Linked DNA regions of Mus musculus: regions 2 and 3 are each linked to region 1. Evidence: chromatin contacts called from public Hi-C data. All regions are on one chromosome and are shown on one strand. Each heading gives the region's core, a stretch centred on a gene start, on an enhancer-like site or on the middle of the called end of the contact. The rest is flanking DNA. Distances are from core to core; before and after follow the strand shown. Region 1 overlaps Slc37a2 (solute carrier family 37 (glycerol-3-phosphate transporter), member 2). Region 2 overlaps Ccdc15 (coiled-coil domain containing 15). Region 3 holds the start of Pknox2 (Pbx/knotted 1 homeobox 2).

Evidence for each region. A called contact is a pair of places that touch in the nucleus more often than the background predicts.
Region 2: a contact with region 1 is called in a Hi-C map of the P5424 cell line, with 2.1 times the contacts expected there. The contact joins two enhancer-like sites. A contact is called at or near these places in 3 of 15 datasets of contacts at CTCF or cohesin (the NIH/3T3 cell line, large pre-B cells and pro-B cells), 25 of 484 Hi-C or Micro-C datasets (the 3T3-L1 cell line, the C10 cell line, the C2C12 cell line and 18 more) and 5 of 115 datasets of contacts at active chromatin or transcription factors (CD8 T cells, double positive thymocytes, embryonic stem cells and 2 more).
Region 3: a Hi-C map of cerebral cortex shows a contact between it and region 1, with 6 times the contacts expected there. The contact joins the promoter of Pknox2 here to the enhancer-like site in region 1. A contact is called at or near these places in 18 of 39 promoter capture datasets (the 3T3-L1 cell line, 3T3-L1-derived adipocytes, cranial neural crest and 9 more), 2 of 15 datasets of contacts at CTCF or cohesin (the NIH/3T3 cell line and stem cell-derived epiblast-like cells), 32 of 484 Hi-C or Micro-C datasets (the C2C12 cell line, DN3 thymocytes, the HL-1 cell line and 17 more), 9 of 115 datasets of contacts at active chromatin or transcription factors (craniofacial prominence, double positive thymocytes, embryonic hindbrain and 4 more) and 3 of 9 other capture datasets (adipose tissue, liver and pancreatic islet).

What each region holds. Positions count from the first base shown.
Region 1 is chr9:37,227,826-37,232,551 of GRCm38.p6, forward strand. Slc37a2 (solute carrier family 37 (glycerol-3-phosphate transporter), member 2) reads right to left here. Exons shown (of 19, transcript NM_001145960.1): 19 at 1,324-3,831. Among named protein-coding and RNA genes, the nearest start is that of Tmem218, 22 kb to the left of the region's middle. Within about 2 kb of position 2,211, at least 137 of the 459 cell types and tissues checked have an H3K27ac peak or open chromatin away from gene starts, as enhancers often do. A contact at or near this core is called in DN3 thymocytes, the P5424 cell line, Sertoli cells and 8 more, where this site is marked.
Region 2 is chr9:37,326,489-37,331,214 of GRCm38.p6, forward strand. The region is part of intron 4 of Ccdc15 (coiled-coil domain containing 15); the gene reads right to left. Among named protein-coding and RNA genes, the nearest start is that of Gm34885, 17 kb to the left of the region's middle. Within about 2 kb of position 2,238, at least 4 of the 459 cell types and tissues checked have an H3K27ac peak or open chromatin away from gene starts, as enhancers often do. A contact at or near this core is called in the P5424 cell line, where this site is marked.
Region 3 is chr9:37,145,363-37,150,088 of GRCm38.p6, forward strand. It overlaps Pknox2 (Pbx/knotted 1 homeobox 2), which reads right to left and starts at 1,960. Exons shown (of 13, transcript NM_001029838.2): 1 at 1,879-1,960.

The DNA of each region.
Region 1 (4,726 bases), core at 961-3,460:
TAAGGTACAAACAGGATTAAAGGGACCAAATTCAGGCCACACAGATCCACTTGAGAGAAACCCCTAGAAGGAGCTGTTGATTGTGGGGAGGAAGCCTGGAATTGGGCAGGAGTGGGGGTTAAAGTAGTTGAAGTATACTTAAAGATGATGTCATTGATGAGCTCTGATTGGGGCACTGTGCAGCAGCCAAAAGAGGGCACATCCCCTTTAGAGTTATTTCTAAAAGGATGGTAAGGATGCTGCTGTACTCGGTGCTATGTGGCCACCCCTGTATACCTGTTAATCTTTGAGGTTTTTGGCTCATGCACGTGCACATGCCTGGTGGATATGTATGCATGTGGAGGCCATAAGTTAACCTCAGGTGTCATTGTCAGATGCCATCCATCTTGATTTTTGTTTGTCTTAGGTAAATTCTCACTGTCTGGAGCTTACTATCTTCCTGTTTCTGCCTCTCGAGTGCTGGACAATTAACTTGCCCCCATACTTTTCTTCTTCGAGCGTGTTCTGGGAGTCAAACTCGGGTCCTCATGCTTACCCGGCAAGCATTTTACCCACTGAGCCAGCTTCCCAGCACTGGGAGCTCCAGTTTTTCTATGCTTCTGACTGTAAGTCGGTCATGCCTGTTTTGCACTAATGATGCGTATGAGTTTGCTATTGCTGCTGTAAAACATTACAAACTTCACATGGCTTAGAACAATGCACATGTATTATCTTACTGTCTCACAGGGCTAAGGACAATACTGTAGGAGAGATTCTAGGGGAGGACCTATTTGCATTCTTTAGCTTCTAGAAGTCCCTCACATTCCAGGGTTGATGAGCCCTTTCTGCATTCAGAAATCAGCAATGTAACATCTTCCACTGTTTTCCACCCCTGCCTCACTGTCATTCATGAGAGCCTTGTAGTTATCCTGGGCTCAGTTGACAACCCATCTCAAGAAGTCTCGTTTATCATGTAGCACAATATATTTATGGGATCTAAGAATTAGGGTGTAGACAGTCTGGGGGGGGGGAGGCATTACACCTTCTACAGGATATAGGGTTCCATTTCTTAGCTGTAAGGATGGCCTCCTTCCACCCCCAAACCTCCCTTATTCCCATAGCCTCGTGGACAAGGTCGGTTGCTTTGTCTAGGTCTCATGGCTCCCTGCAGCGGCCCTCCCCACCCTCTGTCTGGTCCCATGTTTAGGTCCTTCCTCACTCCTTCAGTGAAGCCTTAAAATTCTCAGCTCTACAAGAGGCTCTTTCCCTTCCAGCTACTTCCCACCTGCCACTCCTCATACACACTAGCCCAGCCTCCCAGTGGGTCTCTAAAGGAGAAACACAAAGAGTTATTGCCTTTTAATTACACGTGCTATTGTAGCATCTATAAGGAAGAACATTTTAAGCTTAATTGAGACCAAATGTGAAGTTAAATTAAATGAATAACTAATTAAGGTAATGTTCCTGCATTAGCCCCGTGTGAGTGCAGAGGCCTGAGAGAAGACAGGTACCAGGCCTCTAGTGAACAAACTGTGCGCAGAGCTGGCGTGTTGGGGGGATGAGGAGGGTGCAGAGAACCTGGCCTGGCAAGCGAGTGCAGAACGGTCCATGGGGGTGGTGATCCTCAGCCTTTGGGGTTTTCTCCAACCCTCTTCTTACACCTCCAGCCTAAGCCTTCATTTTTGAAGCCTGGCTCTGGGCTCTCACAAATCTTTTGAAGCTTTCTAATGACTCTCTTGCCTGCCTGGAGTGCATGTGTGCGTGTGTCCATGCTCTGGTCCTTATCCCAGCATAGGACAGCATGACAAGATTTATATTAGCTTCTTCTGTCTTCTGCTTCTCACTGCCTTTTCATATTGATCATCCAAGGCCCTTGGATTCTTCCTTCAAATACTGTCACACGTGAAGCCACCAGGATCGCCCCTACTGGCCCTGCCCACCAGTCCTGTCGCATCAGGTCTGAACTAATGAATGATGTAGCCCTCAACTGAGGTCATTGCTTTGTAGCTTGTGTTGTTTCTATTTTCATAGTCTGTCTTCTCTGCAAAGGAGACAAGAGCAGCAAGTGTGACTAACACTTATCTCCCTTCACACCAGTCCCATGCCTTGAGCAATGTTATTCCCCTGTGTAGATGAGGAGACAGGAAGAATGTGGTAAGTAATGAGGCTGAGATAGAGAAGACCTCCTAGAACCACTCCTCCCACACTGATCTCTCAAGAGGCTGTGTCAGGAAAGCAGAGTCTTCCTTCTCTGCAGAGGAAGGAATAGCAACCCTGCCTGCCCTGGACTCTACTACGGGATGCTATCACCATCTAGTGGCCTACAGAAGTAACACAGCTTTGCCTTAAAGTCTGTCCTTTCCACATAAGGTCAGTCTTTCTGGTCTTGAGGGATTTGTGAACACTGAGCAGACTACCATGTGCCAGCCCCTGCCCTGTACCAGGTCCTGAGGATAAGATGTGCCTGACTGACTGCTTCCTGCAGGACTAAAGTGAGAACCAGGCAAGTGAGCTTTATATTTTATTGCTGAGGCCAGTGTATCTAGCTAACACACTGACTGACACAACATCCTAGTAAATGCAATGGATGTATCTTGTATGGGGGTCTAGGCTCCTGCTGGATTGCACAGTGTTATCAATGTCATGAGCAATGCCCTCTGGGAAAGACAGCTGTCGCAGCCCCAGAACACCAATCTTTGTTGTTCATGTGACAATGCTTTACTGCCCCTCACGAGCCCCATGGCTGCTGCTATGCCAGGCCCTACCAAGGATAAGCAGTGGCACAGTTGGCAAAGGAAATCTGTATTGGTGCTGATGGGCAGCTTAGAGGTCAGGCGGAAATGCCAGGAGTCAGCCTGGCATGTCGTGAACCAGGACTCAAGAGCGGAAGGAAGGGGCATCAGAACACCAGGCAGAGGGTGGCTGCAAGGTGTCTCCTAGCAACTGCTCAGTAGCAGTTACGCAGATGTTTCCAGTGGTATCTTCATTTCTTGCTAAACTTGGCACCTATGTTCAGGGTTAAGTTCTTCCCATAGCCACTTCCTGTTTGTTCTTAAAGGACAGCTGTCATGACTTGAGCACCCAGTGCTTAATTCACACTGGCATTTGCAGTTGTATACAACACCTTAGTCTTCACCAAACTGACCCTGATGTCTTCATCCACTGAGGCATCTTAAGAGTGAGGCAAGGAAGGTACTGGGCTCTGAGGGTGGACACGGTCAAGAGCCCGAGAGCAAGTTCCCCTACATTTAGTACTTATGACAGCTCCCGTACCCCATCCAAGCCTTGACTCTGCAAAGGCAGCACTAATGCTTCAAAGTGGCTGAGTTATCAACAGGATCGAGTGGAGGATAGATCAACAGGGTCCTACTTGGAGAAATACAGAAAGAATAGTTCATAGACAGAGACAGACACAGAGACAGAAACAGAGAGAGAGAGAGGCCCAGCACCTTTGAAACAAGGTGAAATCCCTCATAGGTACAGGATAATTACAGAGGTTTATAATTTAACATGGGAAGGAGAGATGCACCTTTTCCAGGCCTTGGAATCCAAACAAGCAAGAGTCTGAACCTGTCCTTCCTTTCTGCTTTCAGCCCATTCCTTCTGATTGCAGTTCCCAGAGCTCAGGCCTTGAAGTCTGCCATGTTCCCATGCTTGGTGCTCAGCAGCCCCTTCCCATAGAGTTTTCTGTACCCTTCCTTAGTGGCAATGTAGCTTGGGGCTAGACCAGTTAGATCAGGAGGCTTTGCCTCTCCCTGTGATGGAAGCTTCCATTCTCTTGCTCATAAGTTGGGTACCCAGCAGGGGTGGCCCATGTTGCTCTTCCAATTGAGGCCTCAAATTTGTTTGTACCTGCATGAACAGAGGGTGGGATGGAAGAGAAAGTAAGCCACAACTTAATAAGCTTCTGCCTTTCATGTCTACTGTTCGTAATTAGGGTTCCCCTTTACTTGTTGGGCAGGCACTAACAAGCCAGAATAATATGGGAAACAAAGTGTTTCTGCCACATTTGGCCACTTCACAAAAAGCATCACTCCCTATCTCATTCTCTCTGTGCCTCAGACCAACCCTGACAGGCATTTGAGGAAAACACCCCCATTATGTTCAATGATGCAGAGCCTGAGGAGTCTGCCAAGGTCTTAGATAGAGGTGAGTGTACAGAGAAACCAAGAACCTCAGGGACTTCAGGTTCTCAGCCTAGAGCTCTCCTTGTCCCAGCCATTTCTTAATGGGCCTGCCAGGAAGAACCAGCCTGGGAGAGCTGCAGTGCCCAGAAAGACAAGCTACCTCCACAAACCTGGGTTCCGCTTTAGGTTCTGCCAGGACTGGCTCCTCACTTCAAATGAGAATACCTGCCTCTCAAGGAGGCTAAGAGGTGAGCCACAGGGAGGTGAGCCTGGCCTCCACTCCAGATCACTACATACTTTTCTCCCTTTCTGCTTTTCTTTCTCTTCCTGGCTCCCTTCAAGCCTAGCCCAGAGAATGTAGGTGAACAGAGAAAACTCATGCTGTCCAGTCCCCTGCTCCCGTCCTCCAGAGCAGGGCAGGGCGGGGCGGGGCAGACCCTGTGAATGCCTGCACATGCACCCCTGCTTCCTGCTTCCCTGCCTGTGTGACGCTTCTTAAAGTGCAAGCGCTTCCCCAGACCGTGTGGGCTACCATGACCCCAGGAGATGGTTCTTCACATTTACCATCCAGCCCAGGTCCAGGCTTTGCCAGCTCCTTTTCTTAGTAAGACGCTTCTGCC
Region 2 (4,726 bases), core at 988-3,487, 99 kb after region 1:
GCACAGAAGATACTTCTAAGACTTAATTGACAAATGGGACTGCATGATACTAAAAAACCTTCTATATAGCACAAGAAGCCATCAGCTGGCTACTCACCTGGCAGAGGATTGTTACCTGGAATCTATAAAGAACTGAAAAAGTTACACCCTACAAGAGGGGATCTTGTGTAAATAAATAAAAGGACAAATGAACTTCAGACAGTTCTCAAAACAAAAAATACAAATGGCAGGAAGTATCTTTTCAAATGCTCAAAAGTCTTAGGTATCATGAAAATGCACATTAAAAAAAGAAAAACTGCTCTGAGATTCCATCTAAACCCACTCAGAATGCTGGCAAAGATGTAAGAGGGAAGGGCCATTATATTTTTGGTAGAACATAAACTGCAGCCACTATGGAAATATCAGCTGGAAGTATCTCAAAAACTAAAAATAGAACTAACAGTGATCTAGCGATAGCATTTCCATGAATACACCCAAAGGAAACCAAGTCAGTATGTCACAGAGAGTGACACAGCCGTTTTATTACTACTCACTATTTACAGTAGCCAGGATAGCAGGCCTGCCTAAGATTTATCAATGAATGAAGAAAATACATGATAGATATACACATTGGAATTGTATAAAAAGGAATCCATAAAAAGGAATGAAATGCCATTTGCACATGGGTGGAACTAGAGATCACCATGCCAAATGAAACAAGACTCAAACAAATGCATTATCACATTTTCTCTTATATACAAAATCTATTTACACACAAAATCTGTGCACACACATGTGCATGTGAGCACCACATACATACACACAATATGAAAGGAAAGGGGATTAAGAAAGAAGAGGAGGTCTAAGAAGGAGAGAAGAACAAGGGGATAATAAGAAAAGAAACAAAATACCACATTTTCACTTCTAAAGAATCTAGGTTTTAGAGAGAGCAAAAGTAGGGAGAGAGAAAAAGAGAGGCAGGCTAGCAAAAGGAAGAAGGATACAGTAGAAGAGAGCAATAAAGAGCAAAACATAACAATATACATAAAAATCTCATAATGAAATTAATGTAGTATATTAATTATATACTACCTAAAAAGTTATTTTTAAAAACCAAGATAGCAAAATCTTCAATGAGAAACAGGAAACTAAAACAAACCATGATAGTCTGAAAAGAAACAACGCTAAACTGCACGGTCTAAAGATGAATGTGTTATATGGTAAGAATGAAAATTCAGTTAAACAACCAAGAATGAAACCACAGCATCCAAATCTGTAAGGATAAATATCTGTACTAACAAAAGGAGCTGTGGTTACTAGTTTCCGTTCCTAATTACATGTGGCCATTCAATAGGTAGGGGATATCAAGCATTAGAAGGAGGTTGGATAGTAAGACAAAAAGAAAAACTAGTCAAAACACATTTTTTAAGAGTTTACTACAGTTAAGTTATTATTGTTGGTTTTTTTAGTGTGTGCATGTGAGCCAATGCTTGAAGGACTGAGGACAACTTGTGGGAGTTGGTTCTCTCCTTCCAACATATGGGTCCCAGAAAACAAACGCAGGTCACTGGGCCGGTGCCAAGCACCTTTACCTGTTGAAACAAGTGTCCCTACCAAATCACAGTCGAAATATGAAGGCCAGAAGCCCATCTGCAGAAATTGATTTTCTCCTTTCACTATGTGGGTCCTTGAGCTTGAACTCAGCTCACTCGGCTTGGCAGTGAGTGCCTTCCTACACTGAGCCACTGGCCCCTAAAAATGTTTTTTATTTCATCTTTTTAAAAAATATTACAATTATTTATTTCATACACTTGAGTGTGGTTTTGCTTTTGTTTTTTTGTTTTGATTTTTGTTTTTTGTTGTTATTTTTTTTAAAGATTTATTCATTTTAGTTTTATGTGCATGGGCATTGTACCTGCACGTATGGCTGTTAGCCATGTGTGTTCAGTGCCTGCAGAGGTCAGAAGAGGGCATCAGATTTTCTGGAACTGGAATTACAGACAGGTGTGAGCTGCCATGTGAATGCTGGGAATTGAACCTGAGTCCTCTGGATGAGCAGCCTTAACCTATGAACTAACTTCCTTCCTCCCTCCCTTCCTCCCTTCCTTCCATTTAAGGGAAGTGTAATTAAGTTAATAAAATGTAAGCATATTACCCAGATTTAGCATTAACTCCTAGACAACCCTGCTTTTCCAATAACCCTCGGCACCCTGTGGTTTGAATGCCAATGTCTCACACACGCTCATGTTTGGATGTTTGATCCCTAGCTTGAGGAAGAAGCTTATGAAGCCTTTAGAAGAAGGAGCTTTGTTGGAGGAAGGAGGTCACCGAGGTGACCTTGAGGTTTTAGCATAGCTGCATTTCCTAGAGACTTTGCTTTCTGAGTGCAGGCATAATGAAAACAGCCAGCCTCCCCCTCCTGCCACCATGCCTTCCTTGCCTGCTGCCTCATGGACTACTGCCCTGACCTCTAAGCCAAAATAAATAAGCCTTTTCTCTAAGTTGCTTTTGTCAAGGTATTTTATCAAGGCAACAGCAAGATAATTAAGACAACAGCTGATGCTTATATTATCACGTATAGTCCAGATGCCAAAACATTTTGTCCTTTAATATTTAAGCATCAGATAAGCTTTAAAACCCAATGCTGGCCAGGCCTGGTGGCATTCCCTAGGCAGAGGCAGGCAGATGTCTTTGACAGCCAGGGCTGTTACAAAGAGAAGCCCTGTCTTAAAAAAAGCAAACTGAACTGAACTAAACTAAACAAAACAAAACTAAACTAAATCTAATCAATGCCAGAGGCTGGAGAGACAACTCAGCAGTTAGGAGCACTGACTGCTCTTCCAGAGGGCACTAGTTCAAGTCTGAGCACCCACAATAGCTCACAACCCTCTGTAACCCCATTCCAGGGGTTCCAATGCCTTCTTCTGGCCTCTGCACGCACTGTACACACATAATGCATAGACATGTACATACAGGCAAAATACCCAATCATATTAAATAATAAAATAAAAAGTTAGGAAACAAAAACTTTAAAACCCCAACCCCAGTATTCTATTTTTCTACAGCTTAAAGAAACAAAAACGGAAACGTTCACTAACATTCAGAAACTAATTGTGTTTGCCATTATTTAATCAGTCCTAGATAAAGCAAAGGAGTTAATGCATTAACAGTTTCATTGGCTGGTTTCACAACGACATCTAGTGGATTAAAAGTGCAATAGCAATAGTAAGAATAAAAACAACTACTGGCTGTGTGGGCAAAAGTTCATAGGACCAAATTAATAATAAGTCACCCAACATCCTTTGTAAGTCAGCTCTTTCCAGGAAATAAAAGCAGGGGAGAAGGTATACAAATTTTTAAACTTTCATTTCATAAACTTTCACTTCATAAACTAAGATTCTTTATAACCTGATTTCCTACCTCACCTCATTTCTGTTCTTTTCCTTCATAAAATACTAACTGGAGGCTTCATCACTTATTGTAGACAAAACCAAGCATATTACAGATTCTACACTTTTTACTGTTCTTATCTCAAAACGTCAAATTTATCAATTCAGTTCAGCATACCAATTGAAAATAAACAGTTCAATTCTGTCTCTTGCAGGAATTCTCCCTGTACTCTTCCCTTATAATTTAAAATTTTAGAGTTCCCATGGCACAACCTTTGGAGTATAACAGACTATAGTATATCTCTCTGGAAAAATAAACCCATAGAGGGTCCTATTTCACATGTTATTAATATCCCCTACAATGCTTAACACATATAATGTCTTCCCTTATATGCTGCCTGATGTGTTAAAGCCAGAAGAAGTCCTATTACAATGAAATTTATAGTGAAAATCATGATGGCAAAGACGGAACCTATCCTTCACTCTTATATTGCTTATAATGTATCCAGTGCCTAGTTTAATAAATTCTTCATTTTTTTCTTTTCTTTCTTTTTTATTAGAGTCTACATGGCCCAGTATGGCCTCAAACTTTATATATTTCTAACCTGATTCCTGAAGGTTAAAATTATAAGTATATATCACCATGTCTGGCTCCTATTTATAAACTTTAAAAAGACAATTAAAATAATTATAAAAATGATTACTACAAATCACACAATGCCCCCAAAACAATGAAAAAAGTTTGGGGTAAAAGAAATTTAAAAAACAAGATTTGAAGATGATAGCATGTCTCTCTTAATACTCTCTCTACTTATACATAGATGACAATTCAATAATGACCAAGCATTGTGGGGAATGAGGAAATTCTGAATGAATATTGCTGAATGGACACAGCCATGTCAAGGACCCAGTCTTAGGGTTTTACTGCTGTGAAGAGACACCATGACCACATCAACTATTATAAAGGAAAACATTTCATTGGGGCTGGCGTTCAGTTCAAAAATTTAGTCCATTATTATTACGGTAGGAAGCAGGCAGGCAGACATGGTGTTGGAGAGGTAGCTGAGAGTTCTACATCTAGATTAGCAGACATTAAGAAATGACTGCCATACTAGGTATGGCTTGAGCATCTGAGACGTCAAAGCCTTCTCACAGTGACCACTTCCTCCAGCAAGGCCACACGTCCTAAGAGTGCCATTCCCTAAGGGGGCTATTTCCTTTTAAACCATCACATTCCACTCCCTGGCCACTATAGGCTTGTAGCCATATCAAAATTCAGGCATGCATTAAATCCAACTTCAAAAGTCCTATGGTCTTTAACCGGCTCACCACTGTTTAAAAGTCCAAAGTTCAAAATC
Region 3 (4,726 bases), core at 710-3,209, 83 kb before region 1:
TGGCCCCCTTGCCTGCGTCGCCTACCACTGTCCCGGCGGGCCACCAGCAACCACCCCGCCACGCTGAGGCCACAGACCGCAAGTGACTCCCAGAGCCTGCTGACTCTGCAGGGCCAGCTCCTTGGCTCCACTCGGACCCGGATGATGCTACCCGGTCACTTCGTACTGAATCACTATTTTTGTGTACCTTCCAGAGTCTTTCTCCTAGGTTTCAGCCCTGTGCACCCAGATCCTCTCATCCGCAAGATTCGCTTTAGGGGGAGAAGCAGCAGACGTTCGGGGCTCGCTCACCACGGCTGGAATCAACTACTTTTCTTGCCTACATAAAAGCTTTTCCTCCCACACGCTGTAAGAACCTGGACGCGCAATTCTTCCTACATTTCAATATCCTGATCCCGAGTGTCAGTTCTAAAACAACGTCACCGGCTCCGGAGTCAAGCCTCGGAGGTAATCGGGGCCCCGGCGCCTAACTCCAGCCCTCTGTCTTTGCCGGCATGTAAACTACACAGCGGCCCATCTGTCCCTATTCTGAAAACAGCTTGATTCCTGCAACCCAAACTCTAGCCTGCTCCAAAACCCAGCCCTCCTTTAAGGGGCTGATCCGCATCCCCCTCCCACTCCCAACCCGCGTCTTCCGACCGCGCGGGAACCCTGGCTGCCCTGTGAAGGACTCTCCAGACAGCGCGGCCCACTGCGCTCGTTTCTTCCTTGGCTTTGGAAGCCAGCCTAACCCGAAAGAAACAGAAACTTCGCGCGGCACATTCAGGACCCTGCCCCATCCCCATCGGCTTTCTTCTCGGGACGCTTTCCGTGCCCACCTCCCCCCCTTTTACGAATTTATCTTCTAGCTCTTCGCCAAGGACCCCTAATCCTCCCCTCCCCGCCCAAAAGACCCAACAATACGTAGAGAGCCAGTGACCCTACAAATTCTCCTCCTACTCCTAGTTAGAGTCCCTGAGCGTCGCCCCTCGGGTTCTGGTTTCTCTGACTAACACCTCCCCCCCCCCCATACACACACACATACATACACACACACACACACATGTTCCCCTGTCCCCACTGATCCTCCGGTAAACCTCTACTCTCCCTGCCTCCCCGGGCCGGGCAGGACGCGGCCGCCACTGCTTGACTCCAGCCACCCGGCCGCAGGCTAGGGCTGCTCCCGCTTCCAACCACTCGAAGGCAGCTCGGGGCTGGTGACACCTAGGAAGCTCCAGCCACAGGGCTCCTGGAGCCCGGGAAAGGAGAACCGAAGCCCGCCCGCAGTTCCCAGCCTCGCCCCCACCGAGCGCCTAGCCAGGAGCCGCCTGCGCAGGGACTCCGGCCGACGCGCTCGTCCCTGGGCTCGAGTCCCGGGAAGCTCCGGGTGCACGGCTTCCAGCCCGCCCGCTACAGGCTCTAGGGCCGCTGCGCTCTGAGTCCGCTGCCCAGCTGCTTGCGACCGCAAACAATGCACGCCCGGCCCTGGGCCAGAGGGGAGCGGGGCGAGGCGGCGGCAGCGAGGCGGGCACGGAGCTGCGCACCGGCCGGGTCCGGGAGCGGGTGGGCCGCGCGCTTCTCGCCGCCTCCTCGCCCAGCCTCGCCTCCCCTCGCGCGGCTTCGCTCCGCGCTCTCCCGGCGCTTCCCCAGCTTCTCTCTGCACGCTCCCGCCGTCCCTCTCTGCTCCCTGCCTCCCTCCTCCCTGCTGCCTCCCTCTCTCTCCTCCCTGCTGCCTCCCTCTCTCCCTCTCTCCTCCTTGCCCTGTCGCAATGAATAATACTCTGGCTTGGGGACTGGAATAAAACACACGCGCTCTGAGGCAGCCGCCCGCAGCAGCAGCCGCCGCCGCCGCCGCCGCCTGCAAAAGCGTCTCTGACATGGAAATGAATGACAGCTTACCTGATGCCAATCTTCATCAGACTGACACCGGCGTGACAACACAGCCTATACTTCCCAGCACTGCTCGGGACGTCAGCGGCACAGGGACCCGCCCCCCGGACTCCCTCCCCCCCCCTCCCCGCGCGCGCACACCTCCCCTCTCCCCACTCCCCCTTTCTCCCCCCCCCCCATAGCCCCCACCCACTCCTGGACCCGGCCGCTTCCCAGGCGAGGAGCTGCTAGAGTGTCTCCCTCTACTGGAGGCTCGGCTCAGACATCAGGCTCTGGCCTGCTTGCTGCTGGAGAGAGGCAGCAGGCGCCCAGACCTGGGGGTTGCCTGACAGAGGTGATGCAGTGAACCCCAGAAATGCAGGCGCACCCCTACCCGGTGTCCTCCTTAGCGATCAACTGGTGACGAGTTCCAAGACACCAGGTGCTGAAGAGATTGAGAGGAGGTGAAATTTTCTGTGTACCTCAAGAGAACCCCAAGAAAATAGGAATCTTCAAACTGGCAAGAAACGTTCTCTCCATCACACCCCCACCCCATTCCTGCCCGGCTGGCCTCATTTTTATGATTGCATTTGAATAATTCTCATTACCTTGGCCCCAGCAAAGGTGCTCAGGTGGTTAGTTATCCCTGGTCTCAAGAGCTTTTTTTTTTCCCCCTGCTGTAGGCTTCCTCTGACGCTTGGTTCATCCGAGGGTTGATGGGGTGGTTCAGGGGCAAGATAACAAGGGAAAGAGCCTTATCAGAAGCTATCCCTTGGCAAATGTCAGGCAAGTGCTTGGAAGCCACTGCTGTTTCATTCTTAAAACTGCTTAGCCAGCCAGTGTGTCCCGGAGGCTGGGCACCGTAAGGTGAGGGGAGTACTGTTTCAGCTTGGGCTTGCTGGGGTGGTCCAATCTGTTCCATACACCAAACAGGCTCCTCACCCAAGTCACTTCTACAATGAAAAGCCAAATCAAGCCAGTGCAACCATGCATGTCTCCATTTAGTCAACAAAGATGACTTTCCTACTGAGTGCCAAGTATAGGCTCAGCCACTCAGGATGCAGACTGGCTCAGCTCCTACACAGAGGACCAGAGAATCCCTTCTGCCCCCCTTGAGAAGCGGTTTCAGGCCACAGGCAGGTGACAATGAATCCTGTGACTCTCACACCAGGAAAGGAGCCTGGCTGAAGCCTAAACAAAGTCACTGAAAGTTAAGGAAAAGCTAAGAGGGAATCCAGACAGTCAGGTTCCCAGAAAAGGATCTAACCCCAGCAGAGGGAGGTTACCCTTTGCTCCATTCCAAGCCTCTGGGTCATTCCTCCCCTGCCTCGGATTCCGGCAAAAATGAGAAGTATCATTAGATCCAAAGGCTCAGAGACGTCTGCATCACATTCCAGATGTGCTCTTTATCCAGGTCCTGCCAGCAACTCCACATTCACCTGCAATGTTCCTGTGGGACGGGGAGGGGGCTTTCACCTATAGATCCACTGCTACAGATGGGGTTGAAACATCTTCCCATGGACTCCCTAAAGACTTTCACTAGGTAGAGTTATGTCACCCCAACCTCTGATCTGTGGTCAAAGACTGTGGCTCCTGACAGCATAATTGCTAGTATATATTTCACATTGTATAATAATATAATAATAATGAATCCACTTGCCCTTTTTATGTAGTACAGAAACACCAGACTCACTGACCCAGAGGCTGGAGGTCAGCCTGCCATAAAGTCGCAGAGGGAAATGCATTGCATAGACTGGGAGAGGAGCGATCCCTTTGACTCTGCCAGGGACCTCTGGAGAAGGGGTTGCTCTCCTTTGGAGGTTGCTGGCCAGTAGATTCAGATGGAGAATGGGCTGATAGTAAATACTTAGTTCATCAGAGAAGTGCCAGTGAGCATACAGACAAAAGCCATATACTACCCACTCATACTTACCACAGTCCTCATTTTCTAAAGTACAATTCCGATGTCAACTTGTTCTTTAAGACATCAGACCCATGGACATCAACGATTGACTTGTGGAGTCTTTTCAAATAGCACATTAGCCAGTAATATCCTTTACTAACTTTAAAATGCACACTAACTTTTAGTCACTACAGCTTGCTTTGTAGCTTGCAAAGGCTTTAAAAAGAAGAGATGATCTAACATGTAACCATCCTTTTTTTAAATAATGGTTGGAAAGGAATATTTGGCTTATGTCTACCACTAGAAAGTAGTGGTGAGAATAAACAGGGAGTCAGAGACCCACATTACCGCTCCCTCTTCAATTCCCTCCTTAATTCGTGTAAAGGGAGACAAACTTAATTTGTAAAGCAGTTAAAAAAAAAGCCATCCAGGACCCCAGCTGATGACCCAGCTAGTGAATAATTAATAACCATTTGTCAATATGTTAAATTCATGGGTGCCACATCTAAATCCTGGGTCTGTCCATGAAGAGATAGATTAGACTTTAAGTTTGTAGAATTGGTTCCAGGCTATAAGTAAGAATGTCTTTCTCATCTCACACACACTTGCCCTATGATTTAACAGTGCATTAGTATAACCAAGCAGGTTCCTGCAGATCCTAGCAGTCCCTAAACACACACACACACACACACACACACACACACACACACCTGCACACTGGAGTTCTTAAGATTCTCCTGGGTATTATTTTTGTTCCACCTGTTCTTATTTGTCTGTCCTTCCGATGAACAGTCCACACCAGGAAGTTCTTTGACACTCCAGATGTGTTCAGACAATGGCCCAGCTGAATCCTGCCTGTGCCATCCTATGCATTAAAATTTAGGACCTGCCTGGGGGTGGTGGGGTACAACTTTAATCCCAGGACTTGGGAGGCAGAGGCAAGCAGATCTCTAAGTTTGAGGCCAGCCTGGTCTA